Linked DNA regions of Pan troglodytes: region 2 is linked to region 1. The links are chromatin contacts, called in public Hi-C maps. All regions are on one chromosome and are shown on one strand. Each heading gives the region's core, a stretch centred on a gene start, on an enhancer-like site or on the middle of the called end of the contact. The rest is flanking DNA. Distances are from core to core; before and after follow the strand shown.

Region 1 (5,587 bases), core at 250-2,749:
ACTTCCTTGCACAAGTAGATAACAGGAGGGTGGATGATCCACAGATAGCCAGAGCCATATATTTAGAAGATGAACTCATAACAGAATGATCTGGATTTTGGCACCTGAGTAAACATGACTACATGGGTTTGTATTCACTTCTATTTGACATTCACAGAGAATTCCCACCTCTTGCCTGCATACATGAACTATAGCTAGACTCTTGGAGTCTTTTTTTTTTAATAAAACATTTTTGTGGAGACAATAAAATATATAACACAAAGGAAAGATTCTGATATAGGATTACATTTTGGGTTTGTAATAAACTAGAACATTGTACTTAAAGATAACACTGCTTAAGTTCAGAAAGATTTTTAAAAAGCAAAATATTTAGCATTTTCGTAAATTATGCACAATTAACATAACCTCACTGCTATATACATGAAATGTTTAAAAATAAATAAATAGGCCGGGCACGGTGGCTCACACCTGTAATCCCAGAACTTTGGGAGGCCAAGGCGGGCAGATCACTGAGGTCAGGAGTTCGAGACCAGCCTGGCTAACATGGCAAAACCCCGTCGCCACTAAAAATACAAACATTAGCTGGGCACTGTGGCACGTACCTGTAATCCCAGATACTTGGGAGGCTGAGGCAGCAGAATCACTTGAACCCAGGAGGTGGAGATTGCAGTGAGCCGAGATCACACCACTGCACTCCAACCTGGGCAACAGAGCGAGACTCCATCTCAAAAAACTATATATATATTTATTTTACATATTTTATTTTATAAAATAAAATATATATGTTATATATATATATATATAAAATCCCCATAATTTCAAAATTTATAAAAATTTCAGCATAGGGTAGTTTTTCTCATTCATCTACAAACATAATCAGAATTTACAACATGGCCTTGACAACAATTTTATTATACATCCTAAATTCTCAGTGACTCTAATTAAATATTTTAATAGCTCTATAGTGAAATTAATGCTTACGGCAGTAATCATTTGACTACTATAAATCATGTAAAGCTAAAAGTTTAGTAATATAGCTTATAGGTTGATAATCCAAAAGAGAAATATATTTTTATTTTAATGGGAAGAGACATCTTACTGTGTGCTTTTAAAATAAATTAGGTTTAAGAAGTCTACAAATTCTGAAAAGTTACAGGAAAAAAAAGGATCCATTAATCAAAATTGTGTGACATGAAAAAATTTCATTTTTCAGAATGATCTTTAAGAAGATAAAACTTTCAACAGGGATCACAAGAGCTGGGTTGTTTAATTTGCAGTAGAATTTTTGAAATCTGGAGGAAGGATGACACTCAAATCAGATGTATGCACTTGACTTGTCAATGTAATGGAAAGTTACTTCGGGCAATGATCCCAATAATGCCACAGCTTGGGTGGGAAGTTTACAAGGAAAAACAGGAAGTGATGCCAGGGATCACAAAAGGACACTTCCCTTTTGACTGGAATGAGTATTTTACAAATCAAGGAGTGCTATGCATCCAGGGTGAGGCAGGGGGAGGCAGAGTGTCTCTCAGAAAAGCCTGTAACCTGTGGTCTCACACAGTGACTTCAGAACTTGTGGAATTTTGAATACTGTATCCAATTAGGAAAGTATCCTTTTTGTGTTCACATACTACAGAATGCAGTCCATATCAGTGTTAACTTTTATTTCTTAATCATTCTGTATTAGGCATCAAAAAGCCTACTACTGCTTGCCCAAAATCATTCAGGGAATTAAAAAGTTCTCTCTTTACTTACTCTTACAGTTTTATTTTGACAGACAATGTTGCACCATATCCAATTTAAATTTGTGATGACAGTGGATTTGGGCGTGCAAATGTGACAGAGAACTTTCTCTTTCTCCGCCTCCTTCTACACCACACACCTACCCCTACGTATATAGCTGCGTGTGTGTGTGTGCTGTCTCCTGAGCTATGTCATGATCTCGGATATGTGTCTGTGGGGCCCCAGTGTTGCTGCTGTGGGCTTTTTGCAACAACTATAAAATTCAGCGCATTATCCTCATCTCGCTATAACAGCAAACACCGAAGTATCACAGAATCAAAGGAATTAGTTGAAAATAATTTCATAGACAGAGGTACTTAGCTTTTTATAGCTCTGGCTCAACTTGAATATCAATCTATATTAGGTCCTTTAAAAAAAAATTTAATAGGCCAGGCGCGGTGGCTCACGCCTGTAATCCCAGCACTTCGGGAGGCCGAGGAGGGTGGATCACGAGGTCAGGAGATCGAGACCATCCTGGCTAACATGGTGAAACCGCATATCCACTAAAAATACAAAAAAATTAGCCAGGCGTGGTGGTGGGCGCCTGTAGTCCCAGGTACTCGGGAGGCTGAGGTAGGAGAATGGCGTGAACCTGGGAGGCGGAGCTTGCAGTGAGCCAAGATGGCGCCACTGCACTCCAGCCTGGGCGACAGAGCGAGACTCCGTCTTAAAAACAAAACAGAACAAAACAAAAACTTAATGAGATCATTCCTAGGTTAGAAGGTAAACTTATAGCTAACTTTCTTCTTGGCAAAAAATCAGGATGCTATATATACACCACTATATATTTGAGCACACATATGTAGCTACATATGTAGGGGTGGGTGTGTGGTGTAGAAGGAGTGAGAGAAAGACAAAGTTCTCTGTCACACTTGCATGCCCAAATCCACTGTCATCATAAATTTAAATTACATATATAGGTGTGTGTATATATATAATGGTATATATATATTATATACATTAGTTTGTTATATATAATAATAGCATGTATATACATATATAAAATCATCCTAATTTTTTATCAAGAATACAGTTAACTATAAGTTTACCTCCTAACCTAGGAACCATCTCATTAAGTTTTTTTAAAGGACCTAATATATATATTATTCTAATATGTATAATTCTAATATATAATATATTCCAATTATATACATTTTAACAAATATAAATATAAGTAAATAAATATACATTTTCTAACTATATAGTTAGAAAATAAGACTGGGCACGGTGGCTCATGCCTGCAATCCCAACACTTTAGAAAGCTGAGGCAGGTGGATCACTTGAGTTTAGGAGTTCAAGATGAGTCTGGGTAATACGATGAAACCCTGTCTCTCCAAAAAAAATACAAAAAAATTATCCAGGCATGGTGGTGCACACTGGTAGTACAGCTACCTGGGAAGGCTGAGGTGAGAGGATCACCTGGGAGGCAGAGGCTGCCTGCAGTGAGCTGTTTAGTCCAGCCAGAGTGAAACTCTGTCTCAAAAACAATCAAAAAGAAAAGAAAAGAAAAGAACACTTACTTGCTTCTTTTCTCAAATATTTGCCTTTTCAGTGAGACCTCCCTTACCTAAAATTTCTACCTGTTCCTCCCACCTGCTAACACTTCATATTCCTCTTACCTGCTTTATTTTATCTTTCTTGCATTTAATTTTATTATTATTATTTTTTTTTGAGATGGAGTCTCCCTCTATCACCCAGGCTGGAGTGCAGTAGCTCGATTTTGGCTCACTGCAACCTCCGCCTCCCAGGTTCTAGCGATTCTCCTGCCCCAGCCTCCAAAGTAGCTAGGATTACAGGTGCCCACCACCACGCCCAGCTAATTTTTGTATTTTTAGTAGAGACGGGATTTCTCCATGTTGGCTAGGCTGGTCTCAAACTCCTGACATCAGGTGATCCACCCACCTGGGTCTTCCAAAATGCTGGGATTACAGGCTTAAGCCACCGTGCCTGCCAATAAGCTACACTTTTTTCTTAACTTTTTTATTGTCTTTTCTCACCAGTAGAAGAGAAAGACAATAAGGGCAGGAATTTTTGTCTGTCTTGTTGACTAGTGTATTTCCTGAGGCTCGAACAATATCCGGCGCATAGTTGGGGCTTAAAAATCATTTGCTAAATCAATGAATAAAGGAAGGAAGGAAAGAAGGAAGAAAATCGAAGAAGAAGATTAGGGAAAGGCACTCTATACAATAATGTTTAAAGATGTAATTCTAGAATCAGGCTGTTTGGATTTAAAATCCATCTATGCCTTGTATTGGTTGCATAACCTTAAGCAAGCTACTTACACTCTCTTCTTTTTCTCATCTGTAAAATGGGCAAATGCTGGAACTATCTTGCAGTGTTGCAAAGATTAACTAAAGTAATCCTTACATAGAATTTAGCATCATTTTTGAAACAATATGCAGTAAACAAATGTTAACTAATAGTATCATCATCATCTTCTTCTTCACCAGAACTATCACCTTTGTCCTAATTTTATGAGGCTAACATTAGATAACAGTCATTAATGGTTATTTTTAAATACTTCGGTAACATTTTGGAGTAAACTCAGAAATTATTTCAATTTCCCTTTACATACTTCTATCTGGCTACACAATTACCCTAGCATCCAAAAAGAATTGTTTCCTGCCTTCCCACCTTCTTTTGTGAAAGAGTGTGAATTGTGTGCCCAGTTACCTTTAGCCCCCTTGGACCCATGGGCTTTTTGCTGTACTCAAGAGCACAGCTTTTGGAGATGTAAAGAGATGTTAAAAAAAAAAAAAAAAAAAAAAAGCCAGTGGCAGCTCCTGGAAGTCACTCTGGTCTGGTTTTGAATGGGTTGGGCTAAGTGATCACTAAGAATTCATCTGGCTGTCAAATCTCACAACTTTTGGTTGACATGTCCTTCAGGAAAAGGGCAGCAAGAACTGGTAAAATAGAAAAAAATCACTTAAATTGCTTGCATTCATTTATTCATTATCTACGTATCCACTTCATTCACTCGTTTATGCATCACTTGCTTCTAAATATTTTTACCCTGTCCAAAAGGCATTATGATGATACAAAGGTAAATCAGACTTCAGCTCTGTCACCAGGTAGTTTGGCCTTTCCACTATGGCATCAGTGAAAGGCCGACTAGATACCTGAAGGAAATGCTTTTTTGTTGTTGTTTTCTGATATTCTAGTCTTACATTATAGTTGCGCCATCATGTCACTATTTAAATTTTAATTACTTAAAATTATCATTTCCATAGATCACTAGCTATGTTTCAAGTGCTCAATAGCCACATGTGGCTAGAGGCTACCTTACTGGAGAACACAGACAGAGAACATTCCCATCGTCACAGAAAGTTCTATGGGTCAGTGCTGTGCCACAGAATATGAGTTACTCATCAATTTATAAGTGGTAAATTATTTTCTGAGGTCCAACATAATCTGATTTTAGCTAGCTAATTAAAGCAAACTTAATTGAAATGGCAAACAATAATCATTAGCAGAGATTCAGAATTAGTTTAAAGGTAGCTATGGTTTCAAAATTAATTCCAAACACTGGCTGCCCTCAGTACCTTGTTACAGCCTCTTATTCCTGCCATTAGACAACAGTGAACCCCACATATGGTGCCCTGACTGGTCACATGATTTTTTAATATCCACATGATGGCACTAAAATGGCCTATTAGATTTACAGTGTCATTAACCTTCCAAAATAAAAATGAGAGTCTGCTCTGGCAGCGGGGAAAAAAAGTGTGAGTGCTGTTGGGTTTTGGGTAACCAGTCTATGAGGAAATGCTGACAGGGGTCAGTGTGACATCATCTTTCATTCAGCCCC
Region 2 (5,903 bases), core at 3,133-5,632, 440 kb after region 1:
AAAGAAGCCTTGCTTTTTAGCCTTTCTGCCTCTACAGCTAATGAACCGTTCCCTTCCACAGTGCTGGAGATGAGGGAAGAATGAAAAGCGTAATTAACCTTCCCCTAAACACAGATTTTTTTTTTTTTTTTTTTTTTTTTTTTTTGCAAAACACATCAAAATACTGCAAGAAGACTGTGCTTCAAGTGCCAAATGCAATAAAGAAGCCCTAAGCCGGGGTAATGGTCAAGTAATGGCAAATAAACCGCCTTCCTAGAAGGGGCCTCGGCCTCCGTTGGGAGAAGGATTTTCCTCCTCAGAAGCAATCTGAAATAAACAAATAAAAGTATTTTTTTAAACAAAGCTCTGTTTTCATCTGAGTTTCTTAAGGATGAAGGAAAACCCAAGTAGGTGGGCATACAGAGAGTGAATGCCTGAATCTGGGTGTTGTGTTTGTTGTTGTGGGGGTGGGGGTTGTTTTGTTGTGTTTATCTTAGTTACTGGGCTGACAAGGTGAGTAGTTTAAGGACGGGAGAAAGGGTCGGCATCTACCTTTCCTACTTCAGAGCCTTTTTTTAAACAGAGAGCAAGTGTAGGAGTAACAAGTGCCCCCCTTGCCGCGGTCTTGCTAATCGCATCGCCTTTTGCGACTTTACGAGACTTCTGGGGGACCGGTAGCTAAGGGAGTTACTGGATGCAACTCGTTCTCTGCTGTGACTGAATTCCCGCGCGTTGTCACTTTGGGGAAGTAAGGTAAGGGTGGCTTCGGTATTTCAGGCTTTAGACATGCTGGGCAGACCCAACCTGCACTTCCTTTCCATCCATCAGGACCATAGCAACTGGCATTTCTGGCACGGCCCAGGTGCTGTCCTAGCTGCCCAAGAAAACGGCTGGGAAGTCTCCCGGCGCTACCAGAGTCGGTTTGGCTTTTGGTTTTCTTTTCTTAAAGATGGAAATAAAATTCAGGGGCGTTAGGCACTAGGAATGTCAATCTTCCTGCCTTTCATTTTATTTTTAATTAAATTTTTTAACCTTCCCAAATGATTTACAACGAATTTATCGGTTTCAACTACTGTATAAAACGCAAGCCTTACAAGTTGCAAACTGTGTTGTGCATTCAATCTCGGTGTAGATTCAGTGGGTATTTTCAGGGTCCGTGGTCTCTGGTCTAGGTCCATGGGCTCCTGTACTGTAGCCAAGGCCAAATCAGGACTTAAGACCACCAAAGAAATTTACAAAAGACAAAAAGAACAACAAGCTACCGAGAAAACAACTATTTATATGTAATTTGTTTCCATTGTAATGTTTTCTCTTGCCACAATAAAGGTAGTTTTGTTTTTTAAAGTATTGTAGTCACAACGCCCCTTCTAAACCCAGAAAAAGAAAAACTGGTGCAGAGCAGTGAAGTTTTCGTTGGATGATTGCACCGCAGGGGTCACCAACCATCTCCGCCACGCGCTACTCAGGGGAAGGAAATCGCGCTTTAAAATACAAAAATCTGTAGTTTTAATATGATTTCCTTTATTACCCAGATTGTAACTGAAGAATTGCAACGCAGCGCTTCTGTCTGAGAAAGGCAGCTGCGGCAGCAACAGCTGGAGTAGTGCAAGCGGGAATCTGAGGCTTAGTAAAAGTTTGTAAGAGTTGAGATCTAGCTATCAGAAAGCGGCAGCGGCATCCTTAGAGACCCTAGGGACAAAATAAATGGGTCTCCCACCGGTTGAATGACAAGTATCATCAGATCGGAAACGAGGCTCAGTTTCTGGATGTTGAGTGGACTGTGCGTGCGGGAATATTTTAAGACGGCATCATATGTCTTGCTTGGCAATTAAAATAGTTGAAAAAGTTGCTCAAGAAAATTCGAAGGGTTTTGTGTTCTGCTTTCACTTCAGAAGTTATCGGGCAGTGAGTTGCGGCGCGAAGCCTTAAGCTTTCACTTCACAACTTAGGCATGGTTGAAAAGGGCTACCCACCCCCACCCACCATCCCACTCCCGCCAACTCCCCCCCCACACACACACACACACACTCTCTCTCTCCCAACCTTTAGTCCAAATCGAAGCCCGCAAACCTCAAGTATATGTACATTTATTTCCCTTCAGATGAAAATAAAGACATCGGCCTCATTTAAAAGCAAACAGGGAAAACAGTTCCACCGGCGCCCTTTGACACTGTAGCAGCGAGTGTAAAGAACAATACCCAAAAGAGAAACAGATGGACTGATGACCCAAAGAGCCCTATATTTAGGTTGATTTCTCAGACCCAGGGGAAAGGAAATGTATCGGGGAGTGTACGAGTGCTTGGGTGAGGACTGCACAAAGCACTGGAAAGGCGCCTGGGATGACAGCATCTCGCGGGGCTACACCGCCGACTCCACTGCCCGCGAAGCCGAGCCTGCTGAGGTGCCGCCGACTTCCCGGGCTGCTGCAGGGACGCAGTGAGCAAGGAGGCGTGGATACGATACCTACCGTATTTGGTTCTAATGTGCGAGGGTCGCGCGGGGGGAGACTGGGATTTCACTGGGGAGAAGCATCCCACCCATCTCCGATCTCTCATTTCTGCGTTCCGTAAACAACACAATTAGAGAGTTCTGTTTTCGGCGAGTGCGAGTGTGGGAGAGAGAACCGCGGCCTGTCCACTCCCGAGGCAGCTCCAGCCCCGCCTATTGACACCTCAAGGAAGAGCGCTCCCAGCCGCTCCAGGGCTCAGTGCCCCTGAGTCCCCTTCAACTCGAAGTAGAAGCATTTGGACAAACGCAGCTCTGTCGTCTACAGTCCTGGCGGAGCATCACACCGTGTGGGAAAGTGTGGGCCCCGCCGGCAAAGCCAGGCGAGTCATCCAACACTTTTGCTGTACGAGTGGGGGATGGGACTCCCACCGCCCCCTCCCCAAACCCCTTAGCCCACATCCCGCCAGACCAAGGCCGCTCCGCGCCGGGCAGGCAGGGGGCGCCGGGGAGGGTTATTGACCCTGGACCCAGGCTGCACCCAGACGAAGCGCCGGAGGCTGCGCTGCGCCCTCTCCGCGGCCCAACGCTCTGGCAGCCCGCCCCCTGGGGTTTGCTCGGCGCCCAGCCAGCCCGAGGTGCGCGGGTCGCAGCGCGCCCTCTCTGCCTCCTGCTCCTAGGCTGCCGCCGCTGGCTGTGTGCCCTCCACTCCCGGCTCTCCGAGCGCTAGCTGGGCCTCTTCTCTCCCCACGTCCGAGCGCTCGCTGGGCCTCTTTCCTCCCCACCTGCGCGTGGCTGTGCGGAGCCGGTAGCTCTGCTCTGCTCTGCCCGTGCCCCCGCCCCCACCCCGCGATCTCAGCCCCCACCTTGGTGTCCCCTACTCCCCGCCGCAGTCCTCCCGCCGCGCAGCGCCGCGCCGCAGAGCATGGCCGAGCGCACAGCGCCCACTACCGCAGCCGCGGCTCGGCGCAGTCCACCCGCCCGCCCGCGCAACTTCCAGCGGCCGCCTCGCAACTTTTCCCAACTCCACCACAGCCGCCCGCCGCCGCCGCCACTGTGGCTCCCTCTGAGCCGCCTACCCTACCCAAACCCCAGAAACAAACCGAGGCTCGAAAAGGCTCCCTTCTCCTGCCCGCCCCCCCATCCCCCGCGCCCCCCTCCTCCCACACCCGGGACTAGCTGGTTGGCCAGAGGCAACTCTCCCCCGCCTGGGGGGAAGGGGAGGGGAGGGGGAGACTTTCTCCTCTTCTCTTCCCCCCCACCCCACCCCTTCGCGCTCACTCTCGCGCTCTCTCCTCCCTCCCACCCCTAGTCTTTGCTGCCCCCACCCCCACCCCCACCCCGGGGTTGCCACAGCTGGTCGGTGCGCGGGACTGAGGGCTGCCCAGGCTCCTCCGGCGCCCAACCCGGGAGCGAGAGCGCGGGCGACCGGGAGCAGAGACTGGAACCGGCAGGTTGCTGGGGCTGCGCTCCGCCTGCCCTCCACCCGGGGCCCCGGCGCAAGAGGCAGCCCGCGCTCCCTCCCGGAGCGCTAGAGACAGATATGCAAGATGGCAGAGGAGGGGGAAAAGCCAATAGAAAAGGGATATTGCACCTACTTGTGGCCAGTTTCCTTGCCCTGCCTTTGGATCTCATGCTGTGCCCAGTCCTGCAGCCGCTGGTGTGTGGTTGGGGCTTTTTTTTCTTGGATCCTTTCCTTCTTTTGCTCTCCCTCTCGCTCCCTCCCTCTCTCTCCTGTCTCTCTCTCTCTCTCTCTCTCTCTCTCTCCCTCCCTCCTGTTTCTCTCTCTCCTGTTTCTCTCTCTCTCTCTCTTCCACACACTCACTCTCTGTATTTTCTTCTTTCACTCTCTCTCCCTCCCTCTCTCCCTTTCTCTCAATCCACACTCGCTATCTCTCCAGCATTGTCAGTTTGGACACCTTCGCACATGCGCGCTAGACGCCCCTCCAACATCTCAGCGCCGCCAAAAAAAGTTTGGAGCGATTTATCACTTTGATTTGGAGATCTTGTCAGATGGCAATCGCCGAGGAGGCGGAGAAAGGGAGCCGCGGGGAGGGCGGCGGGGGGCGGGGAGCGAACGCAGGGAGCCAGAGGGGAGCAGACACCTCGCCCAAAAAAAGGGGAGGGGGGAATTGAAAAGGCTTGGGCAGAGGATTGATTCCATGTTAGAATCGCCAACAAGCTTGTATCATGATTATTGTTATTGTTTTTCCCACCATAAATTGCAGACATTTTTCTATACCATCTACGAGGGAAGCAAGAAGCCAGGGGGGAAAAAAACTTTAAAAACATTTTTTAAAAACCCTTCTCCTATTAAAGAACTAGAAGGGCTGGACCCTCGGCTAATAATCCAGGAGAAAGTGAGAATCATCCTGAACTTGAGAAATCTACTGCTGCCGCTGCTACTGCTACTGAAGCTATTGCGGCTTCCGCTTTCAGGGTTGTAAGCAGAATAAATAACTGGTTTTTTCCTCGATTTTAGCTGTAATACCAATGCTTGCTGCCATCCTTGGGACATTTCAGTATTCTTTCCCTACCAAGTAGTAATGATCACCCTTGATTCCCGGGTCCGGGCCGGCGCTGGCATTTGACATCCAAAGACCTCCTGCTTTCTCAGAGGTCGGCTGTCACCTTCCGGCCTCCCCCACTGCTGTCCCGGTCGCCTCCCGATGCAGCTCTGCTTGCCTGCCATTTTCACTCACTCGCTTAAACCTACAACCTCGGGGTCAAAAGAAAGAGGAGTAGGGAGGAAAATCACACACTCTTAAAAAAATACGTTGTTGAAATTTCCTTTAATTACAGGATTTACCAATGAAGTGCCACTCAGAAATGGGAATTCCTAAAGGGGCTAGCTGTGTACAAGGTATGAATCAATCCCAACTAGGTATAGATTTTCTTTTGGTACAACCTTCTTGCATTAAACAGTTTTGTTCAATACCTTCCATGTGCTATTTATGTCCCCATTAATATCTGTTGCAAATCCTGCCAGACACCATAAAAGAAAATTACAATCTTTTCAGTCTCCGTGCTGCAACAATACATCCTTGATGTTCAAGTTAAAGGAAAAGAAAAGCAGGTCCTGGGCATGAGTTTGGCAAAGGCTGTGGAGGGAAAGGGGAATCATTGAGAATGCCCAGTCGTACCTGTTGGTATTTATTATCAAATCTAGGACTGCAGGCATGAGAGAGCAAATAACAAGGTTCAACCCCAAAGGGTATCAATGGCCTGCAAATCTCTTTATTCAAGAGAATCAAAGTTCAAAGAATTTGTCCTTGTTAAGGATGCCTACCGTTTTCGTTTATCCAGAGCTGTGTAATTCTGGGGGCATTTGGCTGTAAGATAGAGGTCCCTGGAGAACCAAGCTACAGGTCTCAAGGGAGACAGATGTATAAGGTTGAAATGTGAGGAAGGGAAGTAGGAAGGTAAAGGAGGGAATTACTCACAACAGGAGTAAAACAACTTCCAAAAGAGAAGGCTCT

What was found. Hi-C and Micro-C count contacts between places; a contact is called where the count stands out from the background.
Region 2: a Hi-C map of induced pluripotent stem cells shows a contact between it and region 1, with 2.0 times the contacts expected there. The contact joins the promoter of MECOM here to the enhancer-like site in region 1. A contact is called at or near these places in 1 of 7 Hi-C or Micro-C datasets (induced pluripotent stem cells) and 1 of 1 datasets of contacts at active chromatin or transcription factors (stem cell-derived excitatory neurons).

The regions. Positions count from the first base shown.
Region 1 is chr2:172,374,327-172,379,913 of NHGRI_mPanTro3-v2.0_pri, forward strand. All of the region lies in intron 2 of MECOM (MDS1 and EVI1 complex locus), which reads right to left. Among named protein-coding and RNA genes, the nearest start is that of MECOM, 440 kb to the right of the region's middle. Within about 2 kb of position 1,500, at least 1 of the 24 cell types and tissues checked has an H3K27ac peak or open chromatin away from gene starts, as enhancers often do. A contact at or near this core is called in induced pluripotent stem cells, where this site is marked.
Region 2 is chr2:172,815,260-172,821,162 of NHGRI_mPanTro3-v2.0_pri, forward strand. It overlaps MECOM (MDS1 and EVI1 complex locus), which reads right to left and starts at 4,383. Exons shown (of 16, transcript XM_016942279.4): 1 at 4,023-4,383. The coding sequence starts at 4,059.